4 separate regions of the Sus scrofa genome follow, and all the other regions are linked to region 1. Evidence: chromatin contacts called from public Hi-C and HiChIP or PLAC-seq data. All regions are on one chromosome and are shown on one strand. The core of a region is the stretch at or near the end of the contact, and the rest is flanking DNA. Distances in the headings are between cores, read along the strand shown.

Evidence for each region. Hi-C and Micro-C count contacts between places; a contact is called where the count stands out from the background. HiChIP or PLAC-seq counts read pairs in DNA pulled down with a chosen protein or histone mark.
Region 2: a contact with region 1 is called in a Hi-C map of embryonic fibroblasts, with 4 times the contacts expected there. The contact joins the enhancer-like site here to the promoter of SPRY2 in region 1. A contact is called at or near these places in 6 of 47 Hi-C or Micro-C datasets (brain, embryonic fibroblasts, fetal heart ventricle and 2 more) and 1 of 2 datasets of contacts at active chromatin or transcription factors (skeletal muscle).
Region 3: an H3K27ac HiChIP or PLAC-seq map of skeletal muscle shows a contact between it and region 1, with 9 times the contacts expected there. The contact joins the enhancer-like site here to the promoter of SPRY2 in region 1. A contact is called at or near these places in 3 of 5 promoter capture datasets (fetal liver, fetal skeletal muscle and liver), 14 of 47 Hi-C or Micro-C datasets (embryonic fibroblasts, epiblast stem cells, fetal heart ventricle and 8 more) and 2 of 2 datasets of contacts at active chromatin or transcription factors (alveolar macrophages and skeletal muscle).
Region 4: a contact with region 1 is called in a Hi-C map of embryonic fibroblasts, with 3 times the contacts expected there. The contact joins the enhancer-like site here to the promoter of SPRY2 in region 1. A contact is called at or near these places in 2 of 5 promoter capture datasets (fetal skeletal muscle and liver), 4 of 47 Hi-C or Micro-C datasets (embryonic fibroblasts, heart right ventricle and liver) and 1 of 2 datasets of contacts at active chromatin or transcription factors (skeletal muscle).

The regions. Positions count from the first base shown.
Region 1 is chr11:52,157,263-52,160,474 of Sscrofa11.1, forward strand. SPRY2 (protein sprouty homolog 2) reads right to left here and starts at 1,504. Exons shown (of 2, transcript XM_001927097.5): 1 at 999-1,504.
Region 2 is chr11:52,599,798-52,603,009 of Sscrofa11.1, forward strand. All of the region lies in intron 2 of LOC110255835 (a long non-coding RNA gene), which reads right to left. Among named protein-coding and RNA genes, the nearest start is that of SPRY2, 440 kb to the left of the region's middle. Within about 2 kb of position 1,749, at least 4 of the 83 cell types and tissues checked have an H3K27ac peak or open chromatin away from gene starts, as enhancers often do. A contact at or near this core is called in embryonic fibroblasts, where this site is marked.
Region 3 is chr11:51,745,753-51,748,964 of Sscrofa11.1, forward strand. No RefSeq gene overlaps it. Among named protein-coding and RNA genes, the nearest start is that of NDFIP2, 250 kb to the left of the region's middle. Within about 2 kb of position 1,644, at least 27 of the 83 cell types and tissues checked have an H3K27ac peak or open chromatin away from gene starts, as enhancers often do. A contact at or near this core is called in epiblast stem cells, fetal skeletal muscle and skeletal muscle, where this site is marked.
Region 4 is chr11:51,788,180-51,791,391 of Sscrofa11.1, forward strand. No RefSeq gene overlaps it. Among named protein-coding and RNA genes, the nearest start is that of NDFIP2, 300 kb to the left of the region's middle. Within about 2 kb of position 1,487, at least 11 of the 83 cell types and tissues checked have an H3K27ac peak or open chromatin away from gene starts, as enhancers often do.

The DNA of each region.
Region 1 (3,212 bases), core at 254-2,753:
GACCCCCGCCTCCCTCACCGCCCCCCGCTTTTGAAAGAGCTTTGAAACCCCCATTAAGAACAGTGTGTGATTAGATTTAGGATTAGGGAGAAAAGACTTCAGCACAAGGGTGGGGCGAGCCGACACAGTGACCGCTTTGTAAAAACGCACAAGATTCCAAATTAAAAAATAGCAGCAACAACAAAGTTGATCAACTCATCAAAGGAAAGGGGAAAAAAAATAGCTAGCCTCTTTTAATACCTCTTTTCAGGGAATGGAAAACGCTCGCGACTGTTTTAGGACTTTCTTCCTCTGCTGGGTCAGCCCAATCTTCCAAAAATAAAAAAAGCGTGACCCAGGCAGACCACGGCGAACGGAAAAAAGAGAGAGCTGCACTTCCGAACCGCAGAGACGCGGCGCCACGCTGGGCGACGCTCCCACCCGCCCTCTGCTCGCCTCTGTCCACACCGCGCAGAGAACCCCCTCCCAACCCGGCACCCTGTCCCTTTTTCACCCGCGGGGTCTCGCTGCCCCCGTGAGGCGAGCCCTCGGTCCCGCCGGCGTCCCTGCCCTGAGACAGCCTCTCCCAGGACTCGCTTTCCCCGAAGAGGAACAGGTTAGAAATGCGGGCGCCTGCAACAGCGACCTGGAAAACACAAAGTGCTTTCCCTCTCCCTCCCGCTCTCAGCGCCCAATTCGCGGCCAGTGCACCGCCCGGAGCCGACTCCCGGCGAGCAGTCGGCCACCCCAACCCCCCCAGGGCGCGGGCGCTTAGGGCGGTGGGTCCAGGGACCCCGTGCCAGCCGCGCACTGCAGCCCCCGCCGGGGCAGGCCGAGCCCCAGGCGAGCCAGATCAGCGGGCAGCTCCGGGGATCCCTGCGGGGAACCTGTGGAGTTAGAAAAAGGGAGGCCGGAGGAGAGACAGACCCCACTCCTGGTCCGGCTGCACCTACTCCATGTTGCCCACAATGCGCCGGCCACGGCGCCAGGAGGGGAAGAGCCAGCCAAACGCGCCTCACCGTGATCTCGGCTTTGCACCAACCCCTCTCCGTTGGATTCTCTTCTTCCTGCGATGTGCAAATAAATCCAGCCCCGATGCAAACTTTTTCCCCTTTCCTTCCAAACTCTGCTTCCGTCCAACTTCCGAGCAACCGGCGGGACAAGAAAAGGAGAGGAAATCCGGAGCCAAGTCCCCAGCCGATGAACACTGCGGGGTTCGGGGCTGGAGGCGACCCCCCTTCTGGAAGCGCACGCGGAGTATTTCCTCTTTTTTTCTCAATGAACTGGAGGCCGAAGCGCCAACGGCTTGTCTTTTCCTGGCAGATGAACGAATGAGAAAAGAGGCCTTACAGAGAACCTAAAGCCAGATGGTCAAGTCCTGCAGCCGCGTCCGCGTCGGAGCGGAGGCGGCGCGGGGACGCGGGGCGGCGGGCCGGGCCGGGCGGGCGCGGGGGCCTGGGCGCTGCGCGCTCCGCCGGCCCCTCTCCTCCGCTCGCGCTGCGGCGCGCAGCTCTCGGCAGTGCAGACTGGGCGTTGTGGAGGCGCGGCGGCGAGGCCGAGGCGGGGTGGTGGGTGCGAAGGAGGCGGAGGAGAAGGAGGAGGAGGAGGAGGCGGAGGGTCTGGGGCCTGACCGGGGGGGCTCGTTGTTGGCCTGCGCCCTAGCCTTTCCGGAGGAGGCAGGGAGCTCTGCGGCGGCCGCGGCAGCAGTAAATGGCGTCATGTGGATCCGAGGCGGAACAGAGCAGTTGTTGTCCCAGAGGATATATCGCATCCGGTCCCAGCTCATTGGCTCCGCGGGGCTACATTCACTCACACTCCAGCGCCCGCCAGCGCTCCGAGCCGCTGGAGGCATTCAAAAGGGCAACCACGCCGCCCCGCGCGTCCCCAGGCCGGTCCTACCGCCCCGGCGCCGTCACGCGGGGTGCCCGCGGGGCCGGGCTGGGCACGGCGGGGTCAGTTTATCTAGTTTCAAGGAAACACTGACCTTAAGGTTTCCCCAGAGGCCACGAGGACGAGCCGTGGCTCCCGCTGATTTGGGGAACTTTCTCCCCGCCACTAGGAAAAGGGAATGAACCTTAAAAACGAATCCGGGCCAGGCAGCGTTAGCATTAAAAACAGCAAGTTGCAGGTTTTGCGACTTTATGCGGAATCCATTGCAAGCCCACCTCTCCCCTTTTCTGTTCCCCCTCGAGGGGGCGACGGGGAGAGAAGAAGGGGGAGGGGAAGGGGAGAGGGAAGTGAGGTGGGAGGGCTATTGGTTTATTCTTTGTCTACTGGATTAACCCGATTATACACCAGGCACCAGCACAAACCGCCTCCCCCACCTCAGAGCCGCGTACGGGAGGAACGGAATGCAGATTCGTGTTTCAAGTACCTTCTGCTCTTGCCGGGATTTGCTTTTGATTACGTCGATTTGTAGTTTTTCGTTTAACATTAGACTTTATTTTTGAAGAGGGAGCGAGCTACGGATGGAGGCTTTTTTGAAGCTCTTCCTTACTGTTTTGTTTGACGCTATAGCCGAAGGAAATGCTACAATCTAGGCCTCTTTACAATTAGTTTATTCAGTCATACACACAGACGCGATTACTAAGGGCGACATCGCTGGCTTCTGAAATGGGAGGGGGGCCCGCTGTTTTACTGCATCTTTCCTCCTCCACTTAACCAAGAAGAGTCATCCTTCATTGCCAACTCTCCTTGTCACGTAGATCATTTCTCGAAGAAGATCCTATTGTCCTTTTTGAAGGTGGTCTGTACTTTCCTACTTAAAAAATAGATTATAATACAAAGAGAGAAAATGCATACATCAGCACTGTGCCGACTGCCGTTCATTTACTAAGAAAGGTTGCACGTGGGAGCACCAGTGGGGAGTTAACACCCCCCCTCCTCGACCCACTCCTACTACTGCCGTTCATTTACTAAGAAACGTTGCACGTGGGAGCATCAGTGGGGAGTTAACACCCCTCCCTCCCCGACCCACTCCTAATACTGGATTCTAATGATTTACAGAAAGGTTTTACTTTACAGGGAAGTACGGTCAAAGCTCCCGAAGAGCACCTGCGAGGGTTAGAGTTCTTGAAACACTGCTAGGAAAACGTGGTGCTAGATTCCCCGGGTCCGGCTCCATCCCACATCCGTTTACAGCTACCCTGGCACTCGCTGCCTTCTCCCAGGCTCTCGTTCTAGAACGTCCCGGCGCGTTCCCGGCCGCGCTATGCTCTCGGCCTGCCTTCTCC
Region 2 (3,212 bases), core at 499-2,998, 440 kb after region 1:
TAGAGCAGTATGACAGCCTTTTGCAAAATGTCCCTGCTTTCCCATTTTTCTTCTTCCATCTCTCTATTTTTCATAATCTCTTTTTTCTTCTTTCTCTCTATTTCTTGCTTTCTCTTTTTCTATCCTCTAAGTTGTCTGTCCTTTAGTGTATGTATGTGTATGTGTGTATATATGAATATATTTATTTTAACCAGCAATGCAACTTTTTCCAAGGTCATAGCTACCAGCATCTGGTATTCTTCATAAAAGTGGGATCAGTAAAAAATATTTGCATGGAAAGGAAGAGCAGCGATTCCCCAGGCTCTGTGCAACAGCTGACGCTTCTTCCACCTGGTGTTGAGCAAGATCCCTAGGGGGCAATGACAGGAAAGAGACCCGCAGTGCAAACTCCTAGATGCTTTAAGATCTGTCACTTTAGGGCCAAGCCTTCTCACACCTGGGTGATGAATGGACTTTCCATTTACAATTAGATAAGAAAGAAACTTTGTCATGTATTATTTTCAGGAGGAGAAGTTGGGGGGATGTTTTAATAGCTGGAAAAGAGGATAAATTAGTTTCAGAATGGGCCGTTGCACCTGACATTGCTGTGTTTTCAGATTAAAATGAGGTTTATTTTTGCCAAGGAGCAGTACTCCTAGAGTCTCACTTTGTTTAGTATTTTTTTAAAATTTAATATCACATTATAGGTATTAAAAGTACATTTCACTTTGCTAAAAAAGTACATTTCACTTTGCATATTAATGACTAATAAGACATTTTAAAGAACCTCCCTCTTCTGTGTTTCTAGAGAAGAGATTTATGTGAAGTAGGTATCTGTCTGGATTTAGATACAGGACAGGCTTGATCTGTTGTGTTTACCCAACACAATGAACAGAGATGCTTACTGGGACATGAGCAACTGAAATAGCAAATACGATTAGATCAGAATGAGAGAAAGTCTCCAGATTGAAAAATAAATCAGTATCATATGGTATTGGGTGACTTATTCTTAAAATTATACTTACAATGCTATGATTTGTTTGCGGGCCCTATTTATCCACCATGTAACTATACTACCCATTTATTTCTTTGTGTGTGTGTGTTCTGATCCCTGAGAGAGGTTTTAGGATTGTCACCAATACATATATTTATACACACACACACACACACACATATGTATGTGGCTGTTTTGTGCATATGCATTTGCCTTAGAAATTAGGTCTAACTAAGATTTCCACTAATCATGAGTAAAATAGAAAGTACTTAAGTCATTTGTATAGACTTAATTTTCAGGCCATTCCCATTACATTATAGAGAACAACAGAAGAAAGAAAGAGATTTTTCATAGAACTAAGCAGAATAAGGCTCTCTACTTGGAAATACACAGGGAGTCTTTTCAGTTTGAGGCCACAAAACCAGTGCAGAAGAAAGGCTACGGTTGAGGGGAAGGGTCAATGGCAATGCGTGCCAGCAGCGTCAACATGGAGAAAGAGTTTGTATGAAAACATCCAATACGGCTGCTGTCACAATGACCTGAGATGAAACCAGTGATGATAATGCAAAGAACCAGAGATAGGAGGGGTCACTTGTGTGAGGCAGCAAGAAAAAGCCAGCTCTGACTCCTCACTCGTGATTGTCTCGTGTTATAAATCCCCAGGTTTTCAACCTCCTTTTGTGAGACACTCTTTATGCATGAAAAGAAGTCTCTCTATCGTAATAACCTGAGTAACATCATCGTCTTAATTGGCTGGTGCATCTTGTCTTGAGCCTCAGTGCTGAATTTCTATCACTGTCATAAGCAACAGTCTGGGATGAAGACAAAATGCCATTTGAGATGCTGTATTTTTCAACCGGTATTTTGGATGTGGAATATACTTTTTAAAAGTAGTGGATATTTTAAATATTTTTAGGGACCGATACATACATGTTTACCACAAGAAGGGAGAGGAGACTTGTTCTTCAGTCAATGACATACGTGGTCAAGGCTTAATAGTACTCAGGAATGAGTTATGTGACTCACCGGTTATATGACTCACTGGTAGCATAACCTTGAGAAATTACTTTGTCTTACAAGCCTTCGTTTCCATACCTTTCTTGTTTCCTATCTAGTGGGGTTTTATTGTGAAAATTCAAATAAATAATATGAGTGGCCCTTAAATCTACGGTAGGATTGGCTGTTTTTATACAATCTATCCTTTTATTAAAGTTCTAAAATCATTATTTCTGGTTCCATCCAAGAGGATTTAGATAATGGGGATGCCAGAAAGACTTCATTAGAGTATCACTGCTCTGAATTCCTGTTATAACCCTAAGGACATTGATTATAGGAAAATCTACTTTACCCCATTTATTTGAGGAATAAGTAAACATCTATTGTGTTCTAGGAATATTATTTCCAAGCAATGATTGGATAAAGGCAGATTGATTTTTGCTTTTGTTTTATGATCATTATTCCATTTGGGTAGAAGCTATAAAGAACATCATTAGCAAAAAACAACCAACCTGTTTTTCAGATGAGTCTAAGCGCATCAAAAATATAGTTCGGCAAATGAATATATGATTGTACAGATTAGATCTTGCCAACAATTGTAAGTGCTCACAGGGGTTAGTAAGTTGGCCCTGTCTCTGTTATAGCTTATAGAGTTCTCTGGACTGGCAACAGCCTCCTGTAGTCAATTATACATTCACGATTAAGAATGAAAATTACAATTCTTTTCTAAAACAGAGACCACAGCATACCTAGAAAATAAACTATAGAGCCCAAATGAGGTTCACTGTTTTAATGAATGCTAGCAAAGTGCTATGAGTAGGAAATTCAAATTGATTAGATATGTGCTAAAAATGTTTCTAGCAAAAAAGAAAAAAAGTTTGCTAGAAACTACCATACCTTTCATTTCAGAGTGAGTGACTTACTGCGCTATGTTGTAAATTATACGTGCCTCTCTTTGTCATTTATAGCATGAATTATTCTACTTGAGTTCAGAAATGAATGGAGGCTAACTGGATACATAATTGCTATTGCTTCAAAAAATACTATTCAATAAAGTTTTGTGAATTATATTTAAATGAGTCAGTCAGTTTGGGAGTGAAGTTCCTATGCATTTGTAAAATTAAACTATGCATGAACAGTTGAAAATTGTATGCGCTTTTATTAAACGGCTCAACTGTTGAGGTAACCTCCCAATAACTGTCTCATACCCCTTCTCCAAGGAAACCCATCATTTAAGAAAGCC
Region 3 (3,212 bases), core at 394-2,893, 410 kb before region 1:
ATGCATGCAGATACAGCACTGGATATTCTGGATTGGTCAGTTTCTTCTTTTTTTTTTTTTTTCTTTTTATCAGACAGTACCTGATAGGTCAGAGCAATGCAGCCAAAACCAGCCCAACCAGGGAGGCAATTTGGCACAATAACAAGTGCAAGCTCAGTAAAGAGTGTTCTTTTAAAATTTATCTATCAATTATGGCCTTGGGTAGTTGATATAAACTCTCCACAACTTAAGGTCCTAATGAGTAAAAAAAGGTTTCATAGAATTACTCACAGTATTATCTATCTACCTATCTATTTACATTTTAATACATACCTTTAAAAAAAGTGTCTATCTAGCTTGGTACCTGCATCCAATAAAGGGGATTACTGTTTCTCTTCTCATATGGGCTAAAGACCTCCTTATAAAAATTGAAGCCTAAAATCAATTTGTGGCTATTTAAAAAACTGTAGTACTTTGAAGAATGCATCTCTCCCCCTCTGTTTGTTTCCTGGGAGAGCTAGTCTTCTTTGCAGTTACAAATGCCATCAGGATAATACATAGGTACAGCCTTTGCATTGTGGTGTTCAGATAGCTCTGGTGAATTGTTAGCTGATTTATAAGACTGTTGAAAAAAAAGGGAGATGCAAGAATATTTCTCTATCTCTGCTGGTTCAAGTTACACATTCCCATTTCAAAACTGGTGTCATTCATTCTGAACGGTCTCAAACAACCCTAAAGCAGAGGATCCATCTTTGATCTATTTAGCATGGACTATTTGCTTTCCTTATGAGTCTGATTTTTGAGTCAATGCCCTTAAAAGAATAATAATATTTTCTTCAACACTATCTTTAGACCTTTCCCAGTTAGATGCTTTCAAGTATCTTTTTCTTTCCCTTCTGGCTTCTCCCAGCTGTTGAAGCTGTCTTAGGATGCTGCCAACTTCCATGGCCCCCTTGAGAAACCATCTCATAGACGGGTTGGGATGGGGGTTGGAGGCTGGGGGTGGGCAGATAGTTTCCTCCTGAGATAAAGGTGATACGACCCACATCCATGCCTGGGTATCTTTTCCCTCACACGTAGCTGTTAATTCTGCTTTTGAAAGTCAGGTTTTAAAAGAAAGAGAAAAAAAAGAAAAGAAAAGAAAAGAAATGCTCTTGCTGAAGGACTGCGGAGAAGGGAGCAGGAGTGGTTGCTCTGAGCTTTGAAACATGCACGCGTGTGTGTGACACACACACACACACACACACACACACACACACACACGGACAAAAGGATAAGTTGAAAAAGAATGCAGCAACCCCTGCTTGTCTAACAGTCTGGTCAGCCCCACAGATGAGGAAGTGCTGCTTTGTTCCAAGCCAAAGCCTTGTTTTCTTGTTCATTGTCTTTCAGGGTAAAATCCGGGGGTGGGGGGTGGGGCATTCACCTGTCTGATGCAAAGTTAAACTGCTGGCTTTAATGTGACTGCATGGGAACTCGGGTTTATTAATGAATACAACATACCCTCTTTGATTTGAAAGCTTTCACCCCGCTGAAAAGATTCAAAAGGCATCGCTTCCTGCACCAGAGGCATTCCTTTATCCGTCTCAGTGGTTCTCCCCTACCCAGCTGCTATATCTCATTAACAAGCATTTGACCACTGCAGCAGGCCTGGGAGTGTTGACACTTGAAAGGCCCAGGCAGGCGTGGGCAGGCCATCAGCTATGGCAACAGGAAACTGCCCCGGAGACAACACTGAGAAAACAGCAGCTGCAAAAGCCAAAGTCAGAACAGACATAAAGGATTGCCTATCTCCACATCGGGCTGGGGTATCGGTGCGTGCCTGTGGGTCTGAATTCACACGTCTATTTACTCTCTTTATGGGATATAAGGTTCGCTACCGACATGGATCAGACTCTAGACTTGTTGACAACCCAGAATGATTTTTGGACTTGAAGGCTCTTGAATCCTTAGGTTTGAAAAACCTTATTCTCTTCAATAATGTGCCTTCCTATTTATACACATGAGAACATTCACCAGAGGCCTTAAACTTGATATACACACTCACTGGAAGAAGTCGTATGTACAATAAAAATGTGCCTGCCTGAATCCGTGTCCGCTTTTCATGCTACCGTATTATTTTTCAGAAACAAGTCAACCTGTAAAACTGTCCCATAAATATGTAAGATTATTCTGAGCGTCTTTGGTTTAGGAATCAAACTGTGATGGTTTCATGTAGAATATTTAAGAACAAAACAGTCATTTCAGTTGTGTAAAGACAGCTCATAAAATGAAGTGGGATATTCCACATATGTTCTTATTGATTACAGTAATTTTAAATGTCTATTTTAATCAAATTTATTTGCCATTCATTGAAATGTAGGCTATAGAGGACCATGCCCCTACATTGACTGCGAAATGTTATCACTGTATTTATCAGAGGAGCTCAAAGTACAGATGTCAATTAGAGTGTCTCAGGCAGTGGTTGGATGTCTCCAAATCTTGAGTGTCTGTGTTCAAGCTTATAAGTGTATTTTTTGAGGATAGGTAAGCAGTGGTTCAAAATCAGTTTTTCATTCATAAAGAAAATGAAGTCACTTCATGTTAAAGAAAGAAACTAAATGAAAAAAGATGCTAATGTTACAAGTGAGGTTAGTTGACTGCCACTCAAAGAATACTGAATTTTTTTGCTGTCATCCTCTGTACATTAGACTCATAATTATTATACTACCTGTACTAATACTTTTTTCTTTTCAATAATTTAGATTTATTTACATTTGTCTATCACTCATCATAAAACTACGCTGAATGATTCAGGTTGTTACTCTAAAATGGTTAATTAGATAAAATGCATGTAAACTTATTTTAAAATTGTTGCCAATTAACTCCTTTCTTGTCAGAAAATGTCTCTTGAATACACTGAATTTTCCAGTTCTACCTTCTCCACATTTTTTTTTTTTCCTTTCACTTTTCACGTTCCAGAGAAAGAGAAAAATATACCAACCACCCCTGAAAGTTTATGTTCTTGACGATACGGTAGAGATAGAAACTTCCTCCTGAGGGCCATTCAGACATTTCCATTTGGCTTGGTTTTTCCATCACAGTTGTGCTGGGTCACGCTCATGTCTGATGGGCAGGAAGATGCCCAGGCTCTAGAAACAGACGCCTTGGGAGCAGCTTCCCATTCTGCCACCTAACAGCAAGGCAGACCTCGATTAAGTAACTTAAGTTTTTTTATGCCTCACTAAGACTTA
Region 4 (3,212 bases), core at 237-2,736, 370 kb before region 1:
TCCTAGACACTGAAAAAAGCTGAAAGCTTCATCTTGCTGTTCCCTCAGTAACTCCCCCGTGTTGTCAGTGAGAATGGCCCTGAATTCTGTTTTGGCTGCTGGTCCCCCATCCCTGGTCTTTAGCATTCACCATCCTTCACAGAGGAAGCATGAGAAAAAACGTGGCGTATTGTGAAAAGTTGTGTTTCATTCATCATGTTCTACCTTGGTGCATAAAGAAATTTGACCCGTAAACATCATGCAAAACAACTGAGGGTCTTTATATATGTTTCACACAAAATATTTCTGGGAGTTGAATTTGTTGGGCTAATGAAAGAGAGTTGTCAGTGATTTCTTTAAAAAGTCTATGCTGTGTAATTCTTTCGGTGTTAATGCCTGGCAACAGTTTTGGAGAGGGAGAATGAAATCTGGCTTGGCTGGAATTTACAGATTGCAAGCACAGTCTGAGAAAGGGCTATTCCCATGTTCTCCAGCTCAAAAAGACAGTCACGTGACTCTGTCCCCACCAAGCCAGGATGCTGAGAGCCACGAGAGAGGGAGCCAGGAAAAACATTCCCCCTCTTTATTTCTTTTGGACTCAATTTGTCCTGAAACATCTAGGGACAAAAACGACTTTTGATGTTTGAGTAGCAGTATGTGAACAACACGCTGCTCAATGCTTTTCTCTAAACCATGAGCTACACGTTCTTTCTTGGACCCTTATTCAAGAGGTCAAGTCCAACGCACAACTCGTGTTGCTAGATTCCCCACACGCCAGTTCTTTTTCAAAAATGTTTGCTTTAAAAAAAAAAACAAAAACAACCAAACCCAGAACGTTTTAATGAATCTTCTCTGGAAATGTATTCGGGAGTGGGGTGGGGTGTATGGCAAAGGAGGCGTCCTTGCATCTACAGTGAGTGCTAACTACATCCTGGATCAAATGTGTGGTTTTGAAAAAGAACTTGTTTGTCGTCAGTGGCTCATAGAGGCATCTTTTTGGAATATACATACTAAACATGATGACAATGTTTAGCTAGGCTGTCTGAGTCAGCTTCGGATCATGGCTCAAGGTCATTTCAAGGTCAATCTCGGATTCTCCCATTCCAGCCATTCTCTGTAAATCTATTCTGTATTTAAAGCAAAAGTGGGTTTTTCCTTGTTGGGTATTACTGACGCATAGAGAAAATAACTAATGATAATAACTACTGTATTCTAGGCACAGCACCAAACACTCTTCTTGCTTAATCTTCCTTAACTGTGAACAAAGACAAAGGGTCATGCTGTCCTGATGTGCTGCCCGGGATGCTCAGCTGGGGGCAACATTTGGATACAGGTGTACACCGGGGTCACGGGAGGAAAATGTTGGGAGTCGAAGCTGGAAGGGTAAGTGAGCTGACCATTAAGAGATACCCGTGACCCATGCTAATTACCCCCACCCATAGGGATCACTTTCTCCCGCTTTCTTCTCTTTTCTTTGGTCCTTATCTACTCATATTTCATGTCTTTAGTTCTCATTCTCTCCTCTGCCAGGGACTGTGAGCCGTCAACTTCCCCGACTCCCTCAGGCTCTGTATCACTGTCTGTGTGTTCTGATTGCTTGGCCACCCCCTTCTGGTCAGCCTGTCTGCTGAGAACTGTGTCAGTGCAGCTGAACTACCCACGGTATTGTTTTCTCCTGCTTGGGGAAGATATTTGGGTAGAACGTCATTCTGTTCTCTGAAACGTCCTAGCATGCCACATGCCTCGATAAACTCTTCCCTTCAGTCGCATTTTGAGTGGGAGGGTGGAGTCCTACTACACGCACATTGTTCACTGTAGCCCCCAGGACAATGGAGAAAGGCCCACTATGGGGAAAAGATGCTAAAGGATTACAGATGAAAGCAAGAGGCAAGAAACACTCAGCTCCATTTTTTTTTTTTATTTTTTTTTCTTTTTATGGCCACACCTGTGGCACATGGACATTCCTGGGTGAGAGGTTGATTGGAGCTGCAGGCGAGGCCGATGCCACAGTCACAGCAACACCTGACCCCAGCTGCATCTGTGATCCTTGCAGCAGCTTGCAGCAATGCTGGACCTTTAATCCACTGAGTGAGGCCAGGGATGCAACCTGCACCCTCATAGAGACAATGCTGGGTCCTTAACCCGCTGAGCCACAAGAGGAACTCGTAATTTTTTTTTTTTTCTTTTAAATCTGGGAGATGTTCTAAGGCTGAGAATCACAGGTATTAAGGTTAAAAGAGAACAGAGGCTCAAGAAAGTTGAGCTAATTAAAAGAGTGATAGGCTAAATATTTACCTTGTTCTATTAGTGCTGAGGGTAGCCAAGGAAACATGGTCTCTGAACCCCTGTCAGTAAGCTGCCAGGGTAGCTGGACTGTCGGTAAGCATGTCATGTGGAACTATAAAGATGGAACACATGTAAATGCTGAGGCTAGGGAGCTGTGACCTTGACTCCTGCTCCTGACAAAGTGACAGCTCTGGATCCTGAGGATGTGGTTGTGATGATTTCCAAAGCAGTTGTGATCGCTAAAAGCCGCATTTGCTTTCACTAAGGTTCACAAAGAATCCATGTGAAACCACCTGCATTTTTTATTCTGGAAAGCCTTACGTGGGTTCATCAGGAAAGTCATCAACAGTCTGTATTTTTGCTTGTCATTTGACAAAAATCTCAGTGTGAGATCAGGAGTACAAGCTCAGTCTTTGGGAGCTAAGTGGAAATCCCTATGCCACAGCTGTCTGAGCGAGCACCTTGACTGCTCTGCGACCTAGTTTCTCTATGTGAAAAATGGGAATAAAGCCATGGCCAATTTCATAGAGTTATTATAAAGACTAAGTGAGCGAATACATGCAAACCTCTTAGAAAAATACCCAGTGCCAAAAGACTCAGTACGTGTTAGCTGTTATCATCGTCATAATGTGAATGTTCTCTCTGTACATGACCTGAAGAAACGGGGATGTTACCACGCATCCCAGAGTTCTAGCTCCTGGACAGGGATGGGCCGAAAGGGTGGTGTTTGTTTCATGGATAGTCAACTTCATGTGGATAACCAGCTTCCGGTTCGTAAACCTGACCCTGAGCTGGACAACATTTTCCCTAGTGATTTGCATTGTGATATGAAAAGAGAAGTTGTTCTCAAATTTCCAGGTGAAGCAAAGTGGAAGCAGAGTAACTATGTTGAATACTAGAGGTAGATTTTTTTTTTTTAATGGAAAAATTGAAAAAATGGCCCAAGA